Linked DNA regions of Sus scrofa: region 2 is linked to region 1. The links are chromatin contacts, called in public HiChIP or PLAC-seq maps. All regions are on one chromosome and are shown on one strand. Each heading gives the region's core, a stretch centred on a gene start, on an enhancer-like site or on the middle of the called end of the contact. The rest is flanking DNA. Distances are from core to core; before and after follow the strand shown.

Region 1 (6,281 bases), core at 1,466-3,965:
AGGGGAAAGGTGCTTGTTAACAGTATCAAGCCCTTACGAGCCAGAGCTGTCGGGAGCATTTCACATGGATTCACGTGGTTAAACCTTCATAACAACCTTAAAGAGGCAGGGACAGTTATTGTGTCCATTTTACAGATAAGGCAACAGGGAGGGCAAGTAGTGCCTCCAAGGTCACACAGCTAGGAAATGGTGGTCAGGACACATGTTTGGGCCATCCGGCTCCAGAGCCCACATCCCACACGCTAGGCTGCCCTGCTGCAGAAGGAATGGCTAGGCTTCCAGAGAGTTCCATGGCATCCTCAGGCTGCCCGGGAGTTGGGGGTTGGCCAAGGAAGATTTTGCCAGACTCAAATGGGATCTAGGGAATGGTGCAGAGGGAACCAAGAGGAAATATACCTGCTGGAAAAGCAGACGGACCAGGGTTGGGTGCGGGGGGAGTCTGGGAAGTGGGGACTAAAGATGACTCCAAATATCCCCTAAAGAAACTGACTCCCCACAGGCTATAAGGAAGCTCATCTCTCTTCTGGAGTCAGAGACTGGGGAGGAGAATGGAGGGAGAAAAAAAGGAATGAGCCGAAGTCCCCTATGGCTCAGTGGGTTAAGGATCTGGTGTTGTCGCTGCTGTGGCATGGGTTTGATCCCTGGCCCAGGAACCTCTGCATGCTGTGGGTACAGCCAAAAAAGTAGAAAATAAATAAATTGAATTTTAAAAAGGAGTTCTGGAGTTCCCATTGTGGCTCAGTGGGTTAAGGACCTGATGTTGTCTCTGTGAGGATAAGGGTTCGATCCCTAGTCTCATTCAGTGGCTTAAGGATCCAGCCTGGCCGCAAGCTGCAGTGTAGGTTGCAGATGTGACTCAGATCCAGTATTGCCATGCCTGTGGCATAGGCTGGCAGCTGCAGCTCTGATTCAGCCCCTAGCCTGGAAACTTCCAGATGCCGCAGGTGCGGCCCTAAAAAGGGAAAACAAAAAAATTCTCTGGTGGCCCAGCGGGTTAAGGATCCAGGTGGTCCCTGCTGTGGCGCAGGTTCGATCCCTGGCCTGGGAACTTCAGCATGCTGCAGATGCAGAGGGAAAGAAAGAAACAAAGAAGGAAGGAAGGAAGGAAGGAAGGGAAAGGAGAGCAGAGTCAGGGGCCCCAGGCCTGTGGGAGAGGGGAGGAGAGCAAGGAGAAAGGAGCAGAGGCCTCTGAGGAAACTGACAAGCCCAGGACGGGTGGAAGGGTTTGGGGGTTCTCGCGCTAAATCCCCCATCCCAGCTCCCCTGCAGTTTTCTGCAGAGTCTGCACTTCTCACCTGCCCCTTTCAGTCCAGAGTAGGCAGAGGAGCAGGGTCTCCAAGTCAAGCCAGGTGCCTGGGGACCTGCTCCATGGAGGGAGGCGGCGGGAGGGGAAGGCAGCTCTGGAGTCGCTGTGAGCTGGTGGCATTCCAAACGCGTCACCCACCCCGGGTCCAAATTCCCCATCATTCCCGTGTGAGCCCTGGGAGGCACCTGCACAGCCCGCAGGGAAGAGCACAGTGGTCCTGCTGGGGAGCCCTGGCTCCCCCACACCCCTGGGCCGTGGGGGGACTCCACCTCCTTGTTCTTTTGACTTGCATTGGGGTGGAGGGTTAATGAGGCCCCAGGGCAGTGCCCCCTGTGACGCTTACTCTTTCCCCCGTGCCTACAGCACAGTGGGTAAATGGCTGGGGAATGGGCAAATGACATGAGCAAATCACAGCTGAACCTGATAGGCTTGAGTGGGTTAACAAGCAGGGGCCTCAGGAAGGCAGGGAGAGGTGAGCATCTTGGTTTAGGGGAGAGACAGTGCAGGAGTCCTGGCCTGGGCTTTAGTTCCTCTAAGGAACGTTTGCGGCCATCCAGGCCCATGGCCAGGCAGTTTCTCATCCTCAGCCCTGTTGGCACTGGGGGCTGGACCATTCTCTGTGGAGGGGGACCGTCCTGTGCACTGGAGGATGCTCAGCAGCATCCCTGGCCTCTACCCACTGGATGCCAGAAGTGTTGGAACAACCAAAATGTCTCCAGATGTCACCAAGGGTCCCTGGGGACAAAATCCCCTGCTGAGAACCAGGTAAGCTGCCCCTCTCATTCTCCCATCTCTGAGATGCTGGAGGTCTTGGCTTCCAGTGTTTCTGAGAGGATCTGGGACTTCTTGCAGCCTCCATGCTGAGACTGTCAGAGCAAAGGTGGGAACCCAGCCACCTGGCTTGACCTGGAGACCCACGCCTTCTGGGGGAGAAGTGGTTGTTAATCCAGCTGCTTTATTCTAGAAATGAGGACCCCAAAGCCCAGAAGCGTTCAGGGACTAGTCCAAGATACGATAGCAAGTTGGGGAATGGGTAGATGGTTTGTTTCTAATCTGCATAAACTAGTAGGAATGCTGACAAATAATACACTTGGAGTTGGCACTGGGCATTCGTTTTGTCCCCTTTGACCTCAGTCAGAATGAGTGGCTGAGTGACGTGCCCTGGGGTCACTTCCCAGTTCCAGCCTGCTCCCTGGGGCTCTCTGCTTAGCTCAGTGCCAGCAGGGTTGTCCCTCGGCTGGCCGCTGCCCATCTGGACATAAGGAACCGGAAGGTCTTTGTGAAACCTCAGGAACAGGAAAGAAAGAGAGAAAGAGGGAAGAAAAAGTTCTCCAGATGAGCACGTGGGGCATGAAGCAGGCAGCAGCTGAGCCTCCAGACTCCATGATCTAGAGCAAGGGATGAGGTCACTTTGTTTTGAAATAAGACTGAGGCGTGTCCTGTGCTGTCCTTGCCGAAGCCTCACTCGCCTTAAAGGTGAGTCAGAGCTGGCTCTGGACCTTGGGGATCAAGGTCATGTGTCAGACCAAATCCTGGGAGGGGCAGGAGAGAGTCAGTGATTCTCCACCTGGACATTTGAGATGCCCAAGGACTCAAGAGCTTGGCTCACACTTCTGGCTGCAGATGTGATGGCACAGGGGTTTTTATCCAGTCGATCTGGGGCAAAGTTGGCGGCTTTTCCTACCTGCCCTACAGACGTGCTGCTTAAACTAGGTCGTGCCCCTGGCGGTGGTCCAAGTGGAGTAGGTGGTAGACAGGCAGAGGGAAGGCTGCCAGGGGTCATTTGAACACTCAGCACGTTGAGCACCGACTATATGCCGGGCATGCTCTTAAGAGCTGGCATAGAGCCAAGGCCAATCCCTACAGTCCTGGAATTCGTATGTACTGCCTGGAGGCAGGTAATAAACAGATCTCCATCTAAGGTATAAGGTGATGATAATTCACGAGAAAAATACAGCTGAGTGGATGGCTATAGGGAAAGAGCTGGGGCCTCTCTTAGATGGAGGGTATGGGGAAGGACTGTTGGAGGAAGGAGGTTTGGAGCTGTTCTAGAACATGTGCCATCAGTGTTCAGGGTGAAAATGGAGCCCAGGACTGGGAGACACACTTGAAAGGGGCAGTGGATGCTTCTACACCAGTGCTTAGGGCAGTGCTCTTCGTAAGAGCCGAAAGGTAGAAGCAACCCACGCCCAGCCACGGTTGGACAGATGAGTAAAAGGTGGGCTACTAGCCTTAAAGAGGAATGACATTCGGGAGTGCCCCTGGCGACACCGGGGGTTAAGGCTCTGGTGCTGTCACGGCTGTGGCTTGGGTTCCATCCCTGGCTCCGGAAGCTTTCACATGCTCTGGGCATGGCCATAAATAAATAAATAATAAATGCTCTTTTTGTTAATGACTGAAATTCAGACACATGCAACAGCATGGATGAACTTCGAAGACGGGAGAAATAAGCCAGATACAAAAGGACAAATAATGTGTGATGCCACTTACAGGAGAGACCAAAAGCAGTCGAATTCATAGAGACAGAAAGTAGAATGGCAGTTGCAGGAGCTGAGGATGGCAGGGGTGGGGGGGTGGAGAACGAGAAGGTGCTGGTGAATGGGTACAGCGTTTCCGTTTGGGGTGCTGAAAAGCTTTGGAGATGGCTGATGATTGTGGCTGTACAGCAGCGTGAATGCACTTACTGTCACCGAACTGTACACTTGCAGTGGCTCACACGGTAAGCTCTATTTATGGATGTTTAACCACAATTTTTTTTAAACAGCTGGAGAAAAAAGGATAGGTGTCAGGAGGAGGAAAAAGGGCAGGGACAGAAACGTTGCTTGAATGAAGCTTCCTCTGGACCAGGCCGCCCATTAGATTTTCTACATACATTATCTCATTTCATCTTTACGATATCCTTAAACATCAGATATGATCCCAGCTTATAGATGAACAGCCAACACTCAAACCCATGAAACGCCTTTCTCAGGGGTGAGTGACAAAGCTATGATGCAACCCCAGGTTCCTGGCTCTTTGCCCACACTACTAACCTACCACCTTAACTAACCTGCATGACGATGACACCTTGTTGTTTGCTTAAGACATTTACAGAAACCACCGCCTCTTACGCAACTTTTGATAGAGTTGGCTTCTGCATAAACCCGTAGTGGCAGTGGACTTCAAGGGGGCTCGGTTGCGTAGGATGAATTCATGAAAAAGATGATTCCATTTGCATCTTGATGGTCGCTTTGGAATTTAAAAATAGTTCATGTCAGAGATCCCTTCGCGGCTCAGCGGCTAACAAACCCGACTAGGATCCATGAGGATGCGGGTTCGATCCCTGGCCTTGCTCAGTGGGTTAAGGATCCGGCGTTGCCGTGAGCTGTGCTGTAGGTTGCAGATGTGGCTCAGATCCCGCGTTGCTGTGGCTGTGGTGTAGGCTAACCTGGGAACCTCCATATGCTGCGGGTACAGCCCTAAAAAAAAAGTTCATGTCACTCATTCCATAAACAAATCCAAGTCCTTTTCTGAGCCGGGGAGCGTGTGAAAGAGATAAAGAAACCGACTACTTGAGGAAGAGCCCAGCCTGATGGAGTAAGGAGAGCAAATCAGTAGCACCAATTCTTGGTGGAAAAGGCTGCATAAATATTACACAGAGATTTGCCCGAGCCCTGCCCAGGAAGGGTAAAGGATCCCAAAGAAAAAAAAATTTTTTTTTGTCCTAGGAAATCAGAAAGCCCTTTTTCCATAGAAAATTTGAGTTACTCTAGAACGCCAACCATAAGAGTTAACCAGAACTCTTAACTTGCAATTTCTGACACACTTTCACTTCCCCACCCACCTTCCTTCCCACTGGTCAGTTTCCTGGGAAACATCCACATTTTAAGAACAAAAATATCAATAACATGTCATTAGAATGACATCAACATGACAAGAACATTTTGTTAAAATACCTCCAAGTTCTAAAGTACATGTGACAATTATTTTTAAATAGGATTAATTCCACAGCAGGGAGACACTAATGAGATGCCTTTTTTTTTTTTTTTAAATACAAAAGATATTTGATTTCTCAGGATGCTTATCCTCTGGATCAGAATAGTGGCTGAGGTTTAATATTAACTTCGGAATAATTTCAGTAAATTCTGTTCCTCGGAAAGAATTAGCAGAGCCCCTGGGATTTTGTGATGGAGACAGAGATAATGGGTGTAGCAAAAACTCATTTTTTAACTTTCTCTAAGAAAGGGTCACATGTTGCTGTTTCAAGAGATTTAGGTTCTTCTGTCTTGAGTCAAAGGAGAGTTTGAGAGTGTGGTATCCTGGAGCCCCTCGGGCAGCCTCTAGAGAGCTGATCTGTACATAGAGTCCCAACTCTGCCTTCTGTGATATCGCCATAGTGGGAGTATTTCACCACGGAAACTGGGCAAATACAATCAAGGTTCCCCAGAGCGGGTCTATCCCCATGCCACTGCCGGCCATCCAGTGTTCTATTCAAAAGTTGCTGCTTTATCCCTGAGATCTGAAATAGATTGCTTCTGCTCCTGTGTGGTTGGAAACGATGTTACTGTAATTTATGATACAAGGTGGAGCCCTTTCCTCTTGTCTAAAGATACACTGATAGGGTGTTCCTGGCCCCGAATGTGGGTGTATCATAGCTTGCCGCTTAGGAAGGGGAATTTGTAAAAGAGGCCATTTCTAGTTCTGGCAAGAAACCCGATCTGGGCTCCCAGTTAAGGGATTAAATATCAGGCAAGCACATTCTTGAAGCAGATTGATTTAACTGGGAAGAACGTCTTGCCACAACTGAGGGGTTAAGAAGAAAATAACCAATTGCTCCTCAGAACTGGTCTGGAGAAGCTTTCAAGTCAAAAACATACATGGTGCAAAGTGCACAGGCGGGAGAGGCAGGGGGATTTTTTTTTTTTTTTCTTTTTTTTTGCCTCTTCAGGGAATTGTGTTTATCACATGCTCTGGTTCCACGGCTTGAGAGGAGCGT
Region 2 (6,281 bases), core at 1,070-3,569, 130 kb before region 1:
CAGTGTTTTTTTATCCCAGCAGTACCATGTCTGTAATGAGATGTTTGTTGTGATTGTTGGATCGGTTGCTCCTTTAAGTTGGCTGCATGTTCCAGGTGACCAGTGACCCTGTCTGTTGTATATACAACTATAGATGTGGTTAGATTGGTCTCAGACCCACAACAGAAACTCTGTTATATCTTTGCTGGTTTAATGACTTTAGCAAAGTTCTATTAATTATTTCTCCACTCACTCCATGAGGCCTTAACTCTTTAGCATGTATTTTTCAATGATGAATAGCATCATTAGTTCATTCAGTTGATTACGAATTAATAACCCCTGTGCTTACTATCGGCCAAGCGCCTCTGGGGGCCGGGTGAGCCTCGACACATGGAGACAGAAGAATCTCTACCCTCGTGGAACTTGCAGTACAGGGGGAGAGCAGCATCAATGAAGAGAGAAGCAGGACTCCTTGGTCACATGTCCCCAGTGCTTCAGAGAAAAACAAGTAGAGAGAAACAGGGTCAGGATGGGGGCAATTTTGGGGAGAGAGGCTGGAGAAAGCCCCTTGGGCAGGAACCCCAGGCGGGGGAAGGCGGCCTGGGGCCCCTGGGGGATAATTCCAAAAAGAGCTGCGGGCAGTTCACAGGGTCAGGGGGTGGGGGCATGTCCTGGGCCACTGTGCCAGAGTGGAGGACAAGAGGGTGGGTGGATGAGTCAAGAGAGGAGCAGATGTGGGGGGTCTCCGCGGGCCTTTAGACTTTGCTCTGTGATGGCGAGTCACTGGGAAGACACATCTGGAAAGAGACTGGGATTTAAAATGATTTCCAAATCATCCCGCTGTGGGGATTAAAGGAAAGGGGGCCTTGGGGGACACCGGGGAGAGCTGGGAAGGTCTGGGAGTCCTTTTTTCATGACATGGTGACAAGCCGTCAGGCTCTTTGAAAGTAAGGCCACCAGAGGTGCTGACGGATTGGGTGTGGGAGGCGGGGAGGGTGTCAGGGTGATTCCAGAATTTCCAGCCTGAGACTGAATGAAGAGATGCCTAGTCGAGGAAGACTGAGGAAAGCAGGTTGGAGGATGGGGGGGGGGAGCGGGGTTTCAGGCGTGTGACATTTGAAGCTATTTTTATCCTGCAGGTGGGGATATGGACAAGACAGAGTCCCGACCTCCCTGGGAAACTGGTGTGAGGAAGTCCAGTCAGCAACACAACTGAGAGAGACCCCGCCGTGCCCAGTAGTGCCAGGCATAGTGAAGTTAAGGTGATGGGGAGGGGTGACCATTGGAGGTGAAGGGACCTGAGAGTGGAGACCAGGACAGGGGATGGGAAAGCCAAGTCCCTGAGGAAGGGATGAGCTTAATAAGTTTGAGGAACAGAAAAAAGGTGACTCCAGAAGGCTTGCCCACAGCTGGGTCTTACAAGGGATGGAAGCCCTTAGACCTCAAGGAGGGATCGTGTGGCCTCCTGATTTCCGTTTTTATAGGCAGCTTTGGAGGATGGATTAGCAGGAGAGGGAGGCGAGCGCTGGAGTAGGAAACCCAACTGGCAGCCGGTCCACCGCTGTCCAGCAAATCTGGTGTTGACTCGGAAGGTCAGTGGAGACGGAGGGAGTTGAGAGATGTGGGATCTGCTTTGGAGGCAGAGACAACAGAATGGGAGAAAGGAATCCAGGATGACGCCGACGTCTTGGGGTGAGCACAGCAGGGGGGGCATGGTGAGGGGAGGATCTGGGTCCTCTCTGGGAAGTTTCAAATGAAGGAAGGACGAAGAACTTGGGGATCATATTGGATTTGTGTGTGTGTGTGTGTGTGTGTGGCGTGCGGAAGTTCCAGGGCCAGGGATCAAACCCATGCCACTGTTGTAACGAGAGCCACAGCAGTAACAATGCCGGATCCCCAACCCTGCTGAGCCACCAGGGAACTCCACGTTGGCACTGTCTAATGTTAATAATTATACATGCAGAATAGCGAACAAATCAGCATCCAGCTTGGTAAATTTTCCCAAAGTGACAGATCCCGGTAATCAGCACCCCAAAAGTCCCTCTGTGCCCCCTCCATTCTTCTTTCCCCAAGGTCACCATTGTCCCAGCCTGACATACTTTTTATTGACATTTGAAAACCTATGATTAAGAGATAATAATCAGAGGTAAGCGTGGGGTATTTGCTTATGTAATTCTCAGAAAAATACCTCCCTTGTTTTTGTAGACTCGGGTTTTGTTCTGCCATGAGTCATTTCGAGGTTTGCTGGAGTGTCTTTTTCTCCTTCATCCCACAGGAGGCGCTGCTGAGGAGTGTGAGTGAGGTCCCGCCTGACCCCAGCTAGTGGGCTGCTGCCTTCTTCTGGCTTCCGTGAGTCAAAGGGACATGAAAACCACAACATGAGGTTTAACTGCGAAGCCCCGCTCCCCGCCCATCCCCTTCGCCTCTTGAGTTTCATTTTACTGGTCCCGTCCCAACAGATGGCTCTTCTTAAAGCAGCATCGCCAGTGTGTATGCAATGACAGGAGAGCCAATTTTATTCTCTCCTGGAAATTAATTTCTCTTCCATTTCTCTCTTCCCCTCCACCCCTCTCTCTGTTCCTGTGATGATTTCTTTCGGAAATAGTTCCCCTTGCACGCGATCTCCACAAACCTCTGAATCCCCGCAGATGGAGCAAGGCTGCTCTTGTGAGGGAACGGAGGGCAGGAGGCATGTCCTGGGCTCTGCGGTTTTGCTCCTGAAGGAGGAGGACATGGGGACAGCTCTAGGACTAAGGGTTCATCTTTTCATCTATGTTTACTTCTCAGGAGACCCCAGCCCCATGGTCTTAAATTTTTCATTGAAGTATAGTTGGTTTACAATGTTCCTTCAGTTTCTACTGTACAGCAAAGTGACCCAGCCACACACACACACACACACACACATACACATACATTGTTTTTTTTTTTTTTCTTCATACTAGCTACTATGTTTTTTGCCTCCTTGGCTCTGCACATGTGTTCTCTACATAATATTAAACAGTAACCTTTGTGTCTCCCACATTCTGGGGTGCTCCAGACACACATACCACATTTTTCAACCACGCACACATGCACGCACAAGAGTGGAACCCGTACTGGCTGACCCAGGGCAAAATCAAACAACTTTTAACTGCTACCTTTTTTAACACCTTAATTGAGACATAATTTACGTGCCATAAAATTCACCCATTTTAAGTGTGTGATTCAATGGCTTTTTAAGTTTACTGAGTTGTATCCTGGCTGTTTTCTTTCTTGCAAACGGAGCCACTGGATGAACACTCTCACCCCCTGAGCTCCCTCCCCACTTGGAAATGTGACAGTTAAAGAGCAGGTTCTGTTTCACCCCCCCCCCCAAGTAGTTTTTATTCATTCTGCCATTTACAACTTACTTCCTGTGTTTTGATTCTGAGCTGCTCAGGCCTACTTCTTAGAAGCCAAGTGGATTAGTTTTTACACTGTCAAGAAGTTTCTCTTGTGTCAGAGGAGTTTTCTGGGTTTTTTGTTTGTTTTGTTAATCTTCAGATCTTTGCTTCATCTGCTGAGGTAATGACAGAGAGACCTGAAAATGTTATCTTTGTGATATGAAAGACTATACAGAAATATTTGGTATTTGGAGCTCAACTAAAAGGTTCATAGCATTCTGACTGTTGGGATTGGTGGAAGAAAAAAAAAGATATTTAGACTATAAATAGGGCATGGAGGCCTAGAACTTTTTCCTAATATTAAAATCTGCATATATAGATTTCAGTTTTGACATCTGTTTTCTCATTTGAAAAACAGACATGAAAATAACCACTTTAGGAGATTTGCCTGAGGATCACATGATTCATGTGAAAACAGCTAGAATGCTAATGATTTTTTAAATCTATAAATGTTCATGGAACACCAATCTTGAGGAACTTCACTAATGGAATAAGAATACTGTTTTGGCCACGGTATGTTAATAAAAGCGAAGGGCCTGCTACTGGAGAGTATGTACCAGTTTAGCCAATCGCTCACTAAGGAGGTAATGAGGCTTGCTGTGTGCCAGGCCCCAGGGACTGAGTGGTGGACAGGCAGGCAGAGTCAGGTGGCAGACAGGTGTCTAACGTAGAGCTGAGCAAAGAAGTACGTACGAACTGTGCAAGTGCTGGGGAAGAAACTATTCTGGGGTATGTGTGTGTGTTTGAAGCAATTTAAGAGAATGCATTTTTTGCTAGTAAATGTATATACCTATAGGCCGAGAAAAATTTCCTGGAACAATTCACGAGGAATTGGTGACGAGGGTTTCTTTTTGTGACAGGAACCAGAAAGGGAGAGAGAGGGACATCTTCTGCTTTTGATTCTATAACTTTTCCGTACATTTTGAAGTTTCTAACTATAGGCACATATTTTTATTATGTTTTTTAATAAGTTTATTTATTTATTATTTTGTCTTTTGAGGGTCGCACTCGCAGTCTATGGAATTTCCCAGGCCAGGGGTTGAATTGGAGCTGTAGCTGCCGGTCTACGCCACAGCCACGCCAGATCTGAGCCACATCTGTGACCTACACCACAGCTCATGGCAACGCCGGATCCTTAACCCACTGTGCAAGGCCAGGGATCAAACCTGGGTCTTCATGAATACTAGTCAGGCTTGTTACCCCTGAGCCATGATGGGAACTCTCTATTATTTGTTTTCTTATTTAAATATCAGCAGGGCTTTTCTGATCAATAAGCTGAGAATCCATTTTTATCTTCTTCATTAGATTTTATTTAAAAAAAACCTGTTAAAGTGAATAAATGATTAACTGCCTGAAATATTTAACTTGCCATGCCAAGCCAATTAAATATAATGTTACACTTGAAAAGACAAAGGTCATTTAAAGAGTGCAAGAATTCCTCAACCCACACCAAACTGCTACCAGCCTGCTAGTGCCCACAAAGTTTGCCCGGACAATAACCCTTTTATTCAACAGATATCTGAGTGCCTACTGTGTACCAGGCATTGTTCTGAGTACCAGTAGATAAAACAAAGCTCACAGGGAGTCACAGACTAGATTCAAGTTGGAGGAAACACAATTAGTAAGTAGACATTATATACAAACATGTAACAAGTGCTGCATTGAAAAATTAAAGAAGGGCTGGGTGGCGAGTGACCGGTGGAGATGGAGGGTGTGCACAGAACACATGCCACAGTCGCATCACTGCAGAGAAAGGTCAGGAGGCCTGAGGAGGCAGAGACTTCAGCAGTGACCTGGATGGAGGCAAGGAAGGGATGAGCCACACCAAGAGCTGAAGGACGGACCAGGAAAGGCCCTGAAATGGGAGAGCTGGAAACCATTATCGGTGAGGTCATGACTACTGTACAATTTTTTTCTGCCATGTCACAGTGTTCAAAACATTTTATAATTTACAACTTTTTTTTCAAAGAAGTAAAAATGAACACTGATGGCTTTATTAGCTGTGGATATACAGGACTCAGGTTATGTGGTTCTGGGCACTGCTGCTCTTTTTTCGCTATTTAATAAAAATAATCACTGAGAACGATACATGCTAGAGAAAACAGAGACATCTTTATATACTGAAAAATGTTTTAAACTTCTTTAGTCATATGTGGTCATTAAATTTTATCTGTTTTTGGCCATGCCTGCAGCATGCAAAAGTTCCCGGGCCAGGGATCGAACCTGAACCATAATGGTGACAGTGCCAGATCCTTAACCTGCTGAGCCACCAGGGAGCTCCTTTTATTATACTAACAGTACCTCATAAGATATGTGTATTTTACTATTGTCGTACATGCCCATTTTTATCCACTGAAAATTAATAAATATTACTTCCAGGTCTTAAGGAACAGGATCCTGGGACGCGTTGTGTGCAGTCTGCTCTGAGACGCTGACCAGCAGGAGCGCACTCTGACAGGTAAGGGCATCTCGGCGCTACCTAAAACAGCTAACAAGCCCTAGCTCACCGTCTCATCATACTTGGGAACACACTTCTCTACCAGCCTCACTTGTGCAAACAAAAGGCTGGCTGTAAGTTATCTCTGAGTTCTTTGATTCATTCTCTTTCCCCTTCTCTTAGATTTTCAATTCTAACTCTATGACTTCTGACTGAAATAATGAATTGTAACCAGTGACTTTCATGTCACTGACTGAGCACTAAGTTACTCTTCCTCCTTCAAACAAGATTCTGGGGGTGGGTTGATCCAGAACGGTGGCTCTCAACCAGAGGCAATCCAAACCTGGCCAGTGACGATCCCCCCTTCTAGGGGACATGTGATGTGGCAGCAGGGTAGGAGGAGGGAAAGCTGCTTGTCATGACTGCAAACAGGGTGCTGCTGG

The links. HiChIP or PLAC-seq counts read pairs in DNA pulled down with a chosen protein or histone mark.
Region 2: an H3K27ac HiChIP or PLAC-seq map of alveolar macrophages shows a contact between it and region 1. The contact joins two enhancer-like sites. A contact is called at or near these places in 1 of 47 Hi-C or Micro-C datasets (embryonic fibroblasts) and 2 of 2 datasets of contacts at active chromatin or transcription factors (alveolar macrophages and skeletal muscle).

Annotation. Positions count from the first base shown.
Region 1 is chr17:54,731,440-54,737,720 of Sscrofa11.1, reverse strand. It overlaps the pseudogene LOC110257394. Among named protein-coding and RNA genes, the nearest start is that of ZNF217, 100 kb to the right of the region's middle. Within about 2 kb of position 2,715, at least 20 of the 83 cell types and tissues checked have an H3K27ac peak or open chromatin away from gene starts, as enhancers often do. A contact at or near this core is called in alveolar macrophages, where this site is marked.
Region 2 is chr17:54,861,124-54,867,404 of Sscrofa11.1, reverse strand. LOC106504276 (a long non-coding RNA gene) reads left to right here. Exons shown (of 9, transcript XR_002340125.1): 4 at 1,119-1,671; 5 at 2,255-5,286; 6 at 5,781-6,281. Among named protein-coding and RNA genes, the nearest start is that of BCAS1, 160 kb to the left of the region's middle. Within about 2 kb of position 2,319, at least 19 of the 83 cell types and tissues checked have an H3K27ac peak or open chromatin away from gene starts, as enhancers often do. A contact at or near this core is called in alveolar macrophages, where this site is marked.